Regions from separate parts of the Sus scrofa genome. Here region 2 is linked to region 1. A link is a contact called in public Hi-C data. All regions are on one chromosome and are shown on one strand. Each heading gives the region's core, a stretch centred on a gene start, on an enhancer-like site or on the middle of the called end of the contact. The rest is flanking DNA. Distances are from core to core; before and after follow the strand shown. Region 1 overlaps CUBN (cubilin). Region 2 overlaps CUBN (cubilin).

Region 1 (6,400 bases), core at 2,755-5,254:
TGTGTGAACCTACTTCTGGGTTCTCTGTTCTTTTCCATTGACCTTTTTGTCTAACCCTCCACCATAAGCCTACTATCTGAATAATGGTGGCTGCATAGTAATAGATGGACCGATCCTTCCCCATGTATTCTTCTTTGTCAAGTTTGTTTTGGCTATTCAAGAGCTTGTGCCTTTCTATGCAAATTTTAAAATGAGCTTTTCATATGTCAACAGAAAAATCTTGCTAAGGTTTTGCTAGGAATTAAGATGAAAACTATGTATCAGTTTAGGAATAACTGACATCTTGACCATGGTTTTTTTTTTCCTTCCACAAACATCTTTTTTATGTGTATATTACTCAATGAATTTATTACATTTATAGTTGTACAATGATCTTCACAACCCAATTTTACAGCATTTCCATCCCAAACCCCCCAGCACATCCCCCCCGTCCCGCAACCTGTCTCCTTTGGAAACCATAAGTTTTTCAAAGTCTGTGCATTAATATCTGTTCTGCAAAGAAGTTCATTGTGTCCTTTTTTCAGATTCCACATGTAAATGATAGCATTTGAAGTTGGTGTCTCATTGTCTGACTGACTTCACTTAGCATGATAATTTCTTTTTTTGTTGTTGTTGTTTTTTTTGCCTTTTCTAGGGCTGCTTCCTGCGGCATATGGAGGGTCCCAGACTAGGGGTCTAATTGGAGCTGTAGCCGCCGGCCTACGCCTGAGCCACAACAATACAGGATCCAAGCCACATCTGCGACCTACACCGCAGCTCACAGCAACGCCAGATCCTTAACCCACTGAACAAGGCCAGGAATCAAACCCACAACCTCATGGTTCCTAGTCGGATTCGTTCGCCACTGAGCCACAACGGGAACTCCAGGGCATGATAATTTCTAAGTCCATCCATGTTGCTAAAAATGCCATTATTTCATTACTTTTAACGGCTAGGTAATATTCCATTGTGTATATGTACCACATCTTCTTGATCCCCTACTCCTCTGTCGATGGACATTTACATTGTTTCCATGTCTTGGCTGTTGCAAATAGTGCTGCAATGAACGCGGAAGTACATGTGTCTTTTGGAGTCATGGTTTTCTCTGGATAGATGCCCAGGAGTGAGATCACTGGATCAAATGGTAGTTACATCTTGACCAAGTAGAATCTTTCAATCCACCATTTATTTAGATCTTCTTTAATTTCTTTCATTGCTTTGTAACTTTCAGCACACTATTCCTGTATGTGTTTCATTAATTGTGTACCTGAGTATTTCATTTTCTTTAGAGCAGTTGTATATTTAACTTTGGTTTCCACATGTTTGCTGTTAGGATATAGAAATGTGATTGATTTTTGTGTGTCGTTTTTATATCTGGAGTTCTTGCTGCCCTTACTTATTAGTTCTAGGAATTTTTATGTAGATTCCTTGGGATTTTCTCCATCTGCAAATAGTGGCAATCTTATTCCTTCCTTTCCAGTCTATTTTTTCCCCCTTGTCTATTACCGTGGCAAGAGTTTCCAGTACTTTGTTCAATGAGAATGGTGAGGGAAAGTATCCTTGTTTTGTTGCTGATCTTAGGAGGAAAGCATTTACTTTTTCACCATTAAGTGTCACATTAGCTATAGGGTTTTTTAGATGCTGTTTTCGTTTATGTCATGAATGTACATTCGATCTTCAAATCCTCTTCCCGCATCACTTGGCATGATTACATCATTTTGCTTAATAAGCCCATTAGGTTCCTCTGCATTATTTCTCTTGATTGTTGCCCACACACCACAAAGATTTGGAGGTGCAAGTGGTCTGGCCAGTGGTTGTTCCCGCTGGGAAGTGCTACAGCAGCACCAGGACAGAGCCACTGGTCTCACTGCACAGAGATGGAGGCAGGCAGTCTCTCCAGGCAGGAGCGTTCATTTCAGGACGGGAGTGGTTCTGGCTCAAAGGATATTCCCCCAAACTGACAGCGCCTCAGGTCAGAGGTTATAGCTCTATGGGGCGCTCATAGGGATCCATTCTGGTCCATCTCCCCAGTTGAAAAATACTCCCACTGGTTGCCTCAGAGATCACAGTCTTGATCGCAATCAAGAGTCAAGTTCGTAGCAGTGTGCAGCAAATTTGATTCACATCCTTAGAGAAAGCGGGCTAGCCTGAGGTAGAGACTGCCTCTGACTGCAACTGGGTCTTTCCATTATACAGTGGATGTGTTTGGAGACCCCAGTTCTCCCACCCCAAGCCCACCAATTTCCCTGTCCCAGCCCCCCTGTGCTATGCATAAAGGCTGAGTGTTGTTTGATCTCTGTATGGGGGCACACAGGTTTTGACCCTCCAATTGGTTTTGGGCGGGATGCCTTCTCTGCATGGGGAATAGGTCATAGGGCAGTGCTCTGACGAGCATGTGTCATTGGTATAGGAAAGTGCTCCGAAGAGCCTGTCTCTGGTACCTGCATGTGTCCTCACTGCTTGATCACAAGCCTCCTGCTTTTGGTAATGATAAATGGCCTGTTCTGAATCACTTGGGTCCAAGGCCCTATCCTATCCTACCTAACAAGTCCTTTGTAAAATTTCAAGGACTTCCTAACATGGCTCAGTGGTTAAGGAACACGACTAGCATCCATGAGGAAGTGGGTTCGATCCCTGGCCTTGATCAGTGGGTTAAGGATCTGGCATTGCTGTGAGCTGTGGTGTAGGTCACAGACTCAGCTCAGATCTGGCATTGCTGTGGCTATAGTGTTGGCCGGGGCTTCAGCTCCAATGGGACCCCTAGCCTGGGAACCTCCATATGCCCCATTGCAGCCCATTTTCATGAAATGCCCTGGGACTACTGATGCATACATAAAGTGCTTTCAGTAATACCAAAATAATGCAAAATAAATTAAAAGTTACTGAGAATTCTCTTTATCCTAAGTTGTTTATATGTCACATTGCTCTTTAATTTGTGACTGTCACTACTGATTAGCTGCTGATACTACTTTTCTTTCAGTAAATTACCTTTCGTTTAGTATTTTAGTTTTATGCTTCCCAAATATGACCAGAATAACTACATATTCTGAGTTAAATTAAGCTGAGTCTCAAATTAGGATATCCAAAATGAGTCACATTGAGTGAAATTATTAAAAACAAACAAAACATCACTCAGATTACAAGCGCCATTAAGTTTCTTTTCTCTTGCGCAACATAAATACTTTAAAAGTGGTGAATGTTTAAGTTTTTGTAGAATAATAAAGGCAATTTACTTTTTTAGCAAAAAAAAAGAATATGTTCATGTGAAATTTAGTTGAACTTTTTAAAGGAATTCACTTCTTTAGGGCAGTTGCAAACTGCAGCTTTGAACTTTACAGCAAGATGCAGGCAACTAAAGCCTTATGGAGCTTCCGTGTCCCTAAGGCACCAGCTTTCAATGCGTGTGTGTTCTGTTTCCTGTGCTTCATCGAGCTTCCTTCAACTACAGCCTGAAGCCTTAATGGGTTCCCTGGAGAACAGGAAAATGCTTGAAGTCAGGCGGATCCTTATCTGAAAGTACAGCTAGCCACCCACCATCTGTCCAAGTAGTGGTTGTCCAGAGATGGTTAGAGATCCTATCCAGAAGACCTGCATAAAATGTCAGCCCCCTGTAATGTCAGCAGCGGAAATGTCAGTTCCCAAGATAATTATTTGGAAATGTATCTGACTGCACTGAAGCCTTCAAGATGTTTTCTCTTAGATAATACAGCTAATTCTTATGGTCAGATTCATTCCAGCTTGAACTTCACTTGGAAGGTTAATCATTGGAGAGAAATCCTTTAGGATTCAATTACTGATTTTTAATTAGGTCGATCTGGACCCAAATATATGCTACGGGTATATATTTCCAATATGTCTTTCACCAACCATTTGCTTTCTCTAAAGCCATCCCTCTTTCGTAGGAAGTGTTTCTGATTCGGTGTGAGGGTTAGAGTGATATTTGCTCTCTGTCTGGCACGGGGAGTGTTGCACAGAGCGCTTCTGACACAGCAGGCTGGTGGATACGGAGCGCTTCTGACACAGCCGGCTGATGGATGGGAGTTCACTGGATGGTAGAACAATGTGGGATAACGAGGAAGATGATAGACTGGTGGTGCTAAAGAACACGTCAATGCTAAGGTCATACACTCGCTCAAAAACAGGAATTTTAAAATACCATATAGTAAACAAGTATAGGAAACCATTTCATCGTCTGAGTCCTCCCTTGTTCTTCCCGTATATCCTGCCATTGTTGAAATATAGAAATTGTGATGTGGCAAGAGCATTTGTTGGCAAAGAACTCTTCTTTGATGAATATTCATCTTTATATTCCCCCAAAGACACACGCTGTGGGAGGAGCAGGAGCACAGAGCAGTTGTGCCATGTTTCCATTTCCAAGTGGGTGAATCAGAGCAATTATAACCATTTTCCGTGCCACACAGACACCGAAAGATGTTTATCATATAATATCCATATAGAATGTGAATTGTATTATCCACTCATAATGTTATATTTGCTTCAGTTACTTGACTATTTATTCACACAACATTGTATTTACTCATATGATACTGACATAGAACATGAATTGTCTAATTCCCGCCGTAATGTTCTATTACTTCAGTACTTGCCTATTTCTTCATACAATGCTATATTTACTCATAAAATATTCACAGAATATTAATTGTACAATTTACTCCACAATGCCACATTTATTTCAATTACTTGATATTTATTCATACAATATTATATTTACTCATATAATATTCATATAAAATATGAATTGTATGATTCACTCAATGTTATATTTACTTCAATTACTTCACTGTTTATTCATATAATATTATATTTACTCACATAATATTATTCATAAAGAATATGAATTGTATAATTCCCTCATATAATATTGTATTTACTTCAATTACTTGACTATTTTGGCCAGGATTATCTGATGATAAGTTTAGTTCTCCATTTTCTTTATTCTGTGTGTAGATTTTATGAATTAAGCAATGTGCTCTATTACAGTTTGATAACTCAGAGTAGCTATTTTTGTACTTGTCCGCTATTGCCACACTGATGCTGCATAACGAACCATCCAAAATTCAGTGGCTCATACCACTGAAGCATTATTTTATCACTTACGGGTCAGCAGGCTGGTTTGCCTGCCTGTTCCAGGAGGCAGGCTGACTGTGCCTGGCTCCACCGTACAGACTGCGGTCAGGTCAGCTCTCCACGCAGGTACCCAGGGCGTGAGCTCTTGGTGGATCGAGGGAGCATGAAAGTCCAAGCCCAAAACACAAGCACATTTAAGGCCTCTTCCCACCTCATGACCACAGCCATTCCATTGCGTAGAGCGAGTCGTAGGGTGGAACCTAACATCAAGTGAATGGAAGAATGCACTCAGTCCATGCTCCGGCACTGCTGAGAGAGACTGCAGGGTTAGGAATCATGCAGGCACCACTCAGTCTATGCCAGTGCCCACCAGCATCTGCAGGTTCTTGATCCGGAATTCCCAGAAGCCAGGGTGTCTCTGTCTTAGGACCTCAGTAGCAGCAGTACCAGCCTTATAGAATAAGTCTGTGCAATGGCACTCGCTGTGCCCAATGCATTTGTCATTCTGCCCTTATAAACTTAGTAGCAACAATTAATAAACAAAGGGCGATAAAATATATAGCTTGAATTTTTTTAAATAGCATTTTGTTTTGGGAGCTGATACAGTCATAGAAATAAAGCCCAGCAGCATGGTTTTCCTGAATACAGACCTCCAATGCTGCACTGCCCTTTGCTGCCTCCAGCCCAGACCGTGGCCATGTCCTTGGGCCTCGCCTCCGCCAGTCCCTCCTTTATGCATAAATGCTGCCATCAGATCCATTTCTGGGTCAGACATGAGGAGAAGGTGCGATCATTCAGACCCCACCACTCCTCTGATCAAAAACTGTTCAAGGGGACCCATTATCCATAGGATGAGGTCTAAAGGTCTAAAAATTCTATAAATTCTTCTCCGCTTAACCTTGAGTTACAAGGTCTTTCAGCCTGGAATTGCCAATTCCAATCCTATTTCTAAAGACACAGATCAAATATCACCTCCTTCTTGAACATTCTAGATCCTTACAACCCAAAGTAATGTCCTTCTTCTTGCAAAGCTCACAAGACTTTTCCTGACTCTTTTCTGGCACCTGTCCTGTTCTAAATCGCATCACCATTATTTATCTATGATTAATCACTGCTGTTGGACTATCTTTCATCTCTTCCCATCTCAATACTAACTATATTTCCTTGACTAGTAAAACAATACGAAATAGATAAATAAATTTCTCAATCATTAGTAGCCTCAGTGAGTAATGGTTCTTCCCTGCCTCACAGGTCAATATGCTGAAGTGGTTTCCTTAAATAACAATCAGTCCACACCGGAGTAAAACTGTGTGAATTTCAATTCTTTCTTTAC
Region 2 (6,400 bases), core at 2,225-4,724, 93 kb before region 1:
GGTTGGCCAGAAAAGCAGTGAGGGACAATGGGATGAATCCATGAGTACCACACCTGTTTGCTTACCAGCCTGGAGCTGTCAAGAGACTCATCTGGTCCCTATACAAGCCACCAAAATGTTGATCTGAAATAAATAGAATGCCAGATATTTCTCTGGTGAAGATGGGTTTATTCAGGATCAGTGGAGAATTGCAATTCAGGGTCTTCAACTGTGGGGAGCCCAGCAAGAGAAGGAGAATGTTTTTAATAGAGGGAAAAGGAAGCTGAAAGGGTGACAGTCAACAAAGAGTCCATGGCTTTAACTGGCTGAGTTCTTGCCAAGAAAGAAGGACTTCTTTCTATAGGGCTAGACTCTTCATTGCAGAGTGTAAGAGCTCATTCTTCTGGTTTATCAACTCTATATCATTGCAATTTCTGTTTGTTAATTTTCTACAAAAATTAGTATTTGACTTGTAAAATCATTCTCACGTTCCTCTGAATATGGGCTATGGACATAAAATCAGCATCCCATCACATTTTGAGTGATCTTGAGTTAAAGTAAAAATAATAATGTATTCTCTAGAAGTCGATAGTGAAAGGAACATTGTAAGGGAAATAGGACTTTTTAAATCATCAGTAGAGAGGTATGTGCAACATACTACTCTGGTAATAGATGCTGAACAAGTATTGAATGATAAGACTTTGGTATTTAAACTGCCATTTTAAATGAAAGTTATTTGTTTTACTATATCACAGCTTATTGAGCTTTGGATAGAGTTGGTGATTCTGTTTTGAAAAGCGTATAATAAGTAACTTACTGTTGTGAGGATGGTTTTGAGGACACTGTTTATTCAGGAGTCTTGCTTCTCTCCTAGAACTGCCATTCTGTGCATCAAGAATGGGTTTTTTAGAAATGAGAGAAAATGTGTTTGTAGACCACATTCAAACATCTCAAGTTGCTTTCTTTCAATCCATCAATCAGACAGGACCTCTTTAGGGTCCAAGTGGCTTTGTGTTGAAACACTGATGCCCTCTGAGTGCCTGAAAGGCAGTGCATGTTTAAGTTGCCACAGGGGAGAAAAGTTTTGTTTGCTCTTGTCCTTAGCTAAAAGCACAAAGTTCTGTATGGGAACACACACACACACACACACATAAACTTTTGCCATATATATATATTTCTTTATTCAAAAAATATTGATTTAAGCCCCTACTATGTGCTTACACATGTAAGCACGTTACACCCATGTGAGATGCTTTGTATAGAAAGTCCATGTTACTCCTATAATAGATGCTTTGTGATGTAATAATGAGTAAAACATAAACATTGTTCTCATGATAGAGTCAGTAGTCCTTCACATGGCTTATTAGGTCTCATAACTGATAAATAAACGGGCTTTTGGGGTCTTTTTCCTCTTGGTCTTTACCACATTCACATTCTTGATCAATCTGTTGCTTAGTGGTCATCAGGAACTGGGCCAGGTCCTGGGAATATTTTAAAGAGACAAGTTCCCATTTCTTGTTAAGTTACTAATATGTTCATGTCAAAAAAAATTTTTTAAACGTAAGAGATGCATTTCACCCATAAGGGATAATCATGTCCACACATGGCCACAGTTGTGATGAAAGACGTTAAATTTTAAATGTACAGCACCAGGCTCCTGCATACCTGATGTTCAAGTTTCAAATTCTCTCACTCTGGCATTTCTAAAGTACCTTGTGTGGCAGTTCAAGGTTAAATCCAAGAGGACCACACTGGACTCTCCTCCTAAAAGATGGGAGGTAAACACAGAAAACAAGTTTCATCCATTTTACTCTGTAATAGACACAAAATCCTGATTACTATATTAAATCTTAATGCTTCATCTTTTTCCTTTTTCATCCTACAAGAGGTTAACTTTGATCATTTTGTGTTTCTTTTTATTTTTAAAGTATAATATGCAGAAGACAAGCTGTTCCTCTTTACGTAGATGATAATGAGAAGGGCTTTATGGCAAAGCCTCCAAGTTATTTCTGCCCTGGTCTAAACTATATCCAGATGGGTATTTGGAAGCACTCCTCTGGGGTGAGCGAGAAGCATATGAAAAGCAGATGGAATCTGTCAAGTTCTAAAGCATGGGGTTTGGATGGTGGACACTGTGGTGAAACTGAGTAGGGAGAAAAATCGGAGAAATCGTGGTCGACTCTATAACATAAAAGGGGGGCAAAATAAACCCCCCCCAAAGAATTTTTTTATAAAACAGATATTTAGAGGAATTAAAAGAAAATATGCTGTATGCTGGCCGAGTCCTTTTAAAATGTGATTGATCTTGGTTCAAGAATCAAAAGTGAGATAATGAGAAGCAGTGATGGTACTATTTTTGTTCCACATCATATTTTTACTAGCAGATCTGAGCCAAGACATTTGGAAACAGCATAAATTTGCTTGTAAAATGGACCAGCCTAAAACAAAGACTTCCAAGAACAATACAACTTTTTAAAAAGTTTAATTTGATTCTTACAAGTACCATTGTTTCTAATGAAAGGCCTTTTATGACATTTAGCGTTGGATTACACCAGTCTGGTACAAAAAACAGAAAAATCCTGTACTTAGTAATCTTCTAGCCCATTGGATCAGACTTTAATGTCCGTGTTGATCACCTGGAATCTTGTTAAAATTTATATTCTGATTCAGTTGGTTGGCGGCTCTGATGCTTCATTTAAACAGGCTCTTGGGTGATGCTCTGGTGCTGGACTACATGCTGCACTTTGAGTTGAAATGATTTAGGGGCAATTTCATGTAAATTACCTTCTGAGGCAAATATTTTTTTCCTGAGAATCAGAAACACAATTTTAATATATTTTAGAGTTCCCTGGTGGTTCAGTGAGTTAAGGATCCAGCATTGTTACTGCTGAGGCTCAGGTTGCTGCTATGCCATGGGTTCCATCCCTGGCATGGCATTTCTGCATGTTGTGGGTTCAGCCAAAAGAAATTAAAAAGTAAATAAAAGGACAATTTAAACATGTTTTACATTGTTCATACCATTATGGGTGATAAAATTGAGGATGAATTTAAGAGCCAAACTTGGCAGCCCTCTTAAGGATGGATTCAGATCCATTATTTGCCTAAAATTATTGTAGGTAGAAACTTTGTCTTAGGAAGAATCAAGAAATACAGTGGAGGTTCAGACACATGTGTGTTTTGTTTAGCCTCGTGTGGATTTTTTTCTGATTTCTTTTGCTGTTTAATTATCACTCACAGTTTGCTGCTAAAACTAGGTCTAGAATATGGATCTAGATGATCTCTACTGGAGTAACCTTGATGAGATTGTGAGAGCCACAGACCCACCATCTGGCCAGAGCCCTACCAATGCTAGTATCTGGCCTGAGAAGCTAGTGGTAGAACGAACTGACCAGTTTGCTCCCAGGCTCTGACTGATGGTGAAACCTCAGAGATGTGTGTGGTACATCCATCCCACTGCGGGGCGTGAGGTCCCAGAACCTCCAGGCTGCTAGTCTGTTATCTTAAGCATCCTAACCCTTTTGCTGAGATAGGGCCCAGGAAGATGCTGGACTTAGTACTAGTGACTAAAAGATACACGATAGAGAAGTAAGTTTTCCATTCCTGAGTTTTTTTTTAATTTCCTTCCCAACAGTTTTTTTCTATAGTCGTATCAGACAGTCCTTTCTCTTCTCTTCTCTTCTCTTCTCTTTCTCTTTCTCTTTCTCTTTCTCTTTCTCTTCTCTTTCTCTTTCTCTTTCTCTTTCTCTTCTCCTTCTCCTTCTCCTTCTCCTTCTCCTTCTCCTTCTCCTTCTCCTTCTCCTTCTCTTTCTCTTTCTCTTCCTCTTCCTCTTTCTCTTCCTCAGGCCACACCTGCAGCATACGGAAGTTCTCAGGCTAGGGGTTGAATCAGAGCTGCAGCTGCTGGCCTAAACCACAGCCACAGCAATGCAGGATCTGAGCTGCATCTGTGACCCACACTGCAGCTTGCTGCAATGCCAGTTCCTTTAACTCACTGAAGGAATCCAGGGATCAAGCCCCTATCCTCATGGATACTAGCCAGGTTTTAACCCACTGAGCCACAACCGGTGGTACTCCAGTTCTTTCCTTTTTTATTAATCTTGTCCTTCGCAGAAAAAAACTTCTTTCAGTTACTTGTGGAAAAAGAAGAGTTTGCACTCACTTCATTTACTTTAAAAAAAATTAATGACTTTTTTCTTTAAAAATTAGTATTAAATAAATAAAATATTACAGGGCAGCAAAACTTTTCCATCCATATCCCTTTACCTTCTTGTCAAAGAGATAACCCATATTTTCAATTTTATATGTATCATTTCCTTAATTACTTTATTTTTTCCTCCTAAAACTTATCACAGCCTCTCTGTATTTCCGTTTATTTGCTTATTATCTGTCTCTCTTTCTAGAATATAAGGTTCCCAAAGGGAGGAACATTGTCTATTTTCTTCATCATCCCATCGCAGTGTCTAGCAATGTAGTAGAGAGTAAAATATTTATTGAGTGAATGTTGACTAATTTATCATTCCTAAATTTTTGTTTGCTGGTATAAGAAAAGCTTACTAATTTTTTGCATACTACCTTATCTAGTAAACATTCTGCTCTCTAGAATGACAAAAATTTTGTCTCTTGTCTGCTGCTCTACCTTCAGTTCCTAGACAAGGACCTGACATTTTAAGGTGCTCAGTAAATAGTTATGAATGAATGAACACCCTTGAGTATTGCTTTATAGCACTTCTTTTCCAAATCTTACAACCATTTCCCCCTTTCCCTGCCTATTGTCCTGGAAAACCTTTTAGCATATTATGCAACAAAGTGATAAGAATATGCTTTCTTGTGTTGTTTTATATTTAGAAGAAATATTTTAAAACTTTCACCTCTAAGCATATTTCTGTAGTAGGTTGGAGGGCATTTCTTATCCATTTGAAAAAAATTTCCTTCTATTCCTAATTTTCTGTGAGTTTTTATAATGAATACATGTTCAGTTTTAGCAAATACTTTTCTGCAATTGTCGCTGATTCTTCCTTAGTATATTTTTGAATCTATTTTTCTCTTTAGTCTTAATTGTTCCAATAGATCTTCTCATCTTAAGCCATTGTGAGTCCAGCTTGATTAAGATCTAAATATTTTACAGATTGATGGTTTCATTTTACTAATATTTTATGTAATATTTTTTATCTGTATTGTTAAGAAGATTGACTTAAACTTTTTCTTTCTTTGACCTCCCTTGACTGATTTTGTTCTCAAGGTTATACTAACTTAAGTAAGTTGGATACTATCACCTCTTTTCTATCTTTTGTTACAGTTTACATAAGATTAGGATTTGGATATTGATTTATTGAAGATTTGATAGAGTTACCCTATAAAATAATCTGGGCTCAGATATTTGTTTCATTTTGTCTGCAGGCAGTTTTTTTTATACTGATATTTATTGGTTTAATGGTATTTTTAGGTGTTTCATTTTTTCAACTAGTTCTATTGTATTTTTGTAAAAAAAAATTGTTTACATTCAAACTTAGTGACATTGGTTTTTAGTAGAATTCATTAAAATTTCTAGTGTATCTGTAACTTTGCCCTTTTTAGTAATATTGCTCATTTAAACTTTCTTTTTTATTGTTAATCAGTCTTATTGAAAGTTTATAGTTTGTTAGTCTTTTCAAAGAAATAACTTCTTTGTAATCTCTTCTAGCATTTTCTACATTTATATTTTGCTAATTTCAGATGTTGTCTTGGCATTTCTTCTACTTCTTTTGTCGGGGTTTTTTTCCCCCCGTGGTGTTTTTTTGTTTGTTTGTTTGTTTGTTTGTTTTCCCATTTGATTAGTTCTGGGGTTGGATATCTAGTCCATTTTTCTCAGTATTTGTTCTTTCCTAGTATAAGCACTTAAAGCTATAAATTTCCCTCTAATTACTGCTTTGACTATATTCCATAAGTTCTAATATATAATGTTTCCACTCTCATTCCGTCCTAATTATATTCTAATTTCCATTATGGTTCCTGTTTAACACACATGGTTTTTATAGAAAAGTGTTTTATATATCAGAATTATGGAATCTTTTGTAATCTCTCTGTTACCCTGTTCCAGTTTTATTCTCTAGTGGTCAGAGGAGAAGTTTTTAATGGTATTAATATTTTCTAAGATTTGATTTGTTGTCAACTATATATACATATATTTGTCTTTTGTCTTTTTAGGCCCACACCCATGGCATATTGTGGTTCCCAGGCTAGGGATAGAATAGGAGCTGCAGCTGCCAGCCTATGCCACAGCCACAGCAATGTGGGATCCGAGCTGTGTCTGCAACCTACACCACAGCTCACAGCAACACCAGATCTTTAACCCACTGAGCAAGGCCAGGGATAGAGCCCAGGCAATCTCATGTTACGAGTCGAGTTCATTAACCACTGAGCCACAACGGGAACTCCTGTTGTC

What was found. A called contact is a pair of places that touch in the nucleus more often than the background predicts.
Region 2: a Hi-C map of alveolar macrophages shows a contact between it and region 1, with 2.4 times the contacts expected there. The contact joins two enhancer-like sites. A contact is called at or near these places in 5 of 47 Hi-C or Micro-C datasets (alveolar macrophages, embryonic fibroblasts and subcutaneous adipose tissue) and 2 of 2 datasets of contacts at active chromatin or transcription factors (alveolar macrophages and skeletal muscle).

The regions. Positions count from the first base shown.
Region 1 is chr10:43,133,170-43,139,569 of Sscrofa11.1, reverse strand. All of the region lies in intron 60 of CUBN (cubilin), which reads left to right. Among named protein-coding and RNA genes, the nearest start is that of EPC1, 190 kb to the right of the region's middle. Within about 2 kb of position 4,004, at least 7 of the 83 cell types and tissues checked have an H3K27ac peak or open chromatin away from gene starts, as enhancers often do. A contact at or near this core is called in alveolar macrophages, where this site is marked.
Region 2 is chr10:43,225,740-43,232,139 of Sscrofa11.1, reverse strand. All of the region lies in intron 37 of CUBN (cubilin), which reads left to right. Among named protein-coding and RNA genes, the nearest start is that of CUBN, 190 kb to the left of the region's middle. Within about 2 kb of position 3,474, at least 5 of the 83 cell types and tissues checked have an H3K27ac peak or open chromatin away from gene starts, as enhancers often do. A contact at or near this core is called in alveolar macrophages, where this site is marked.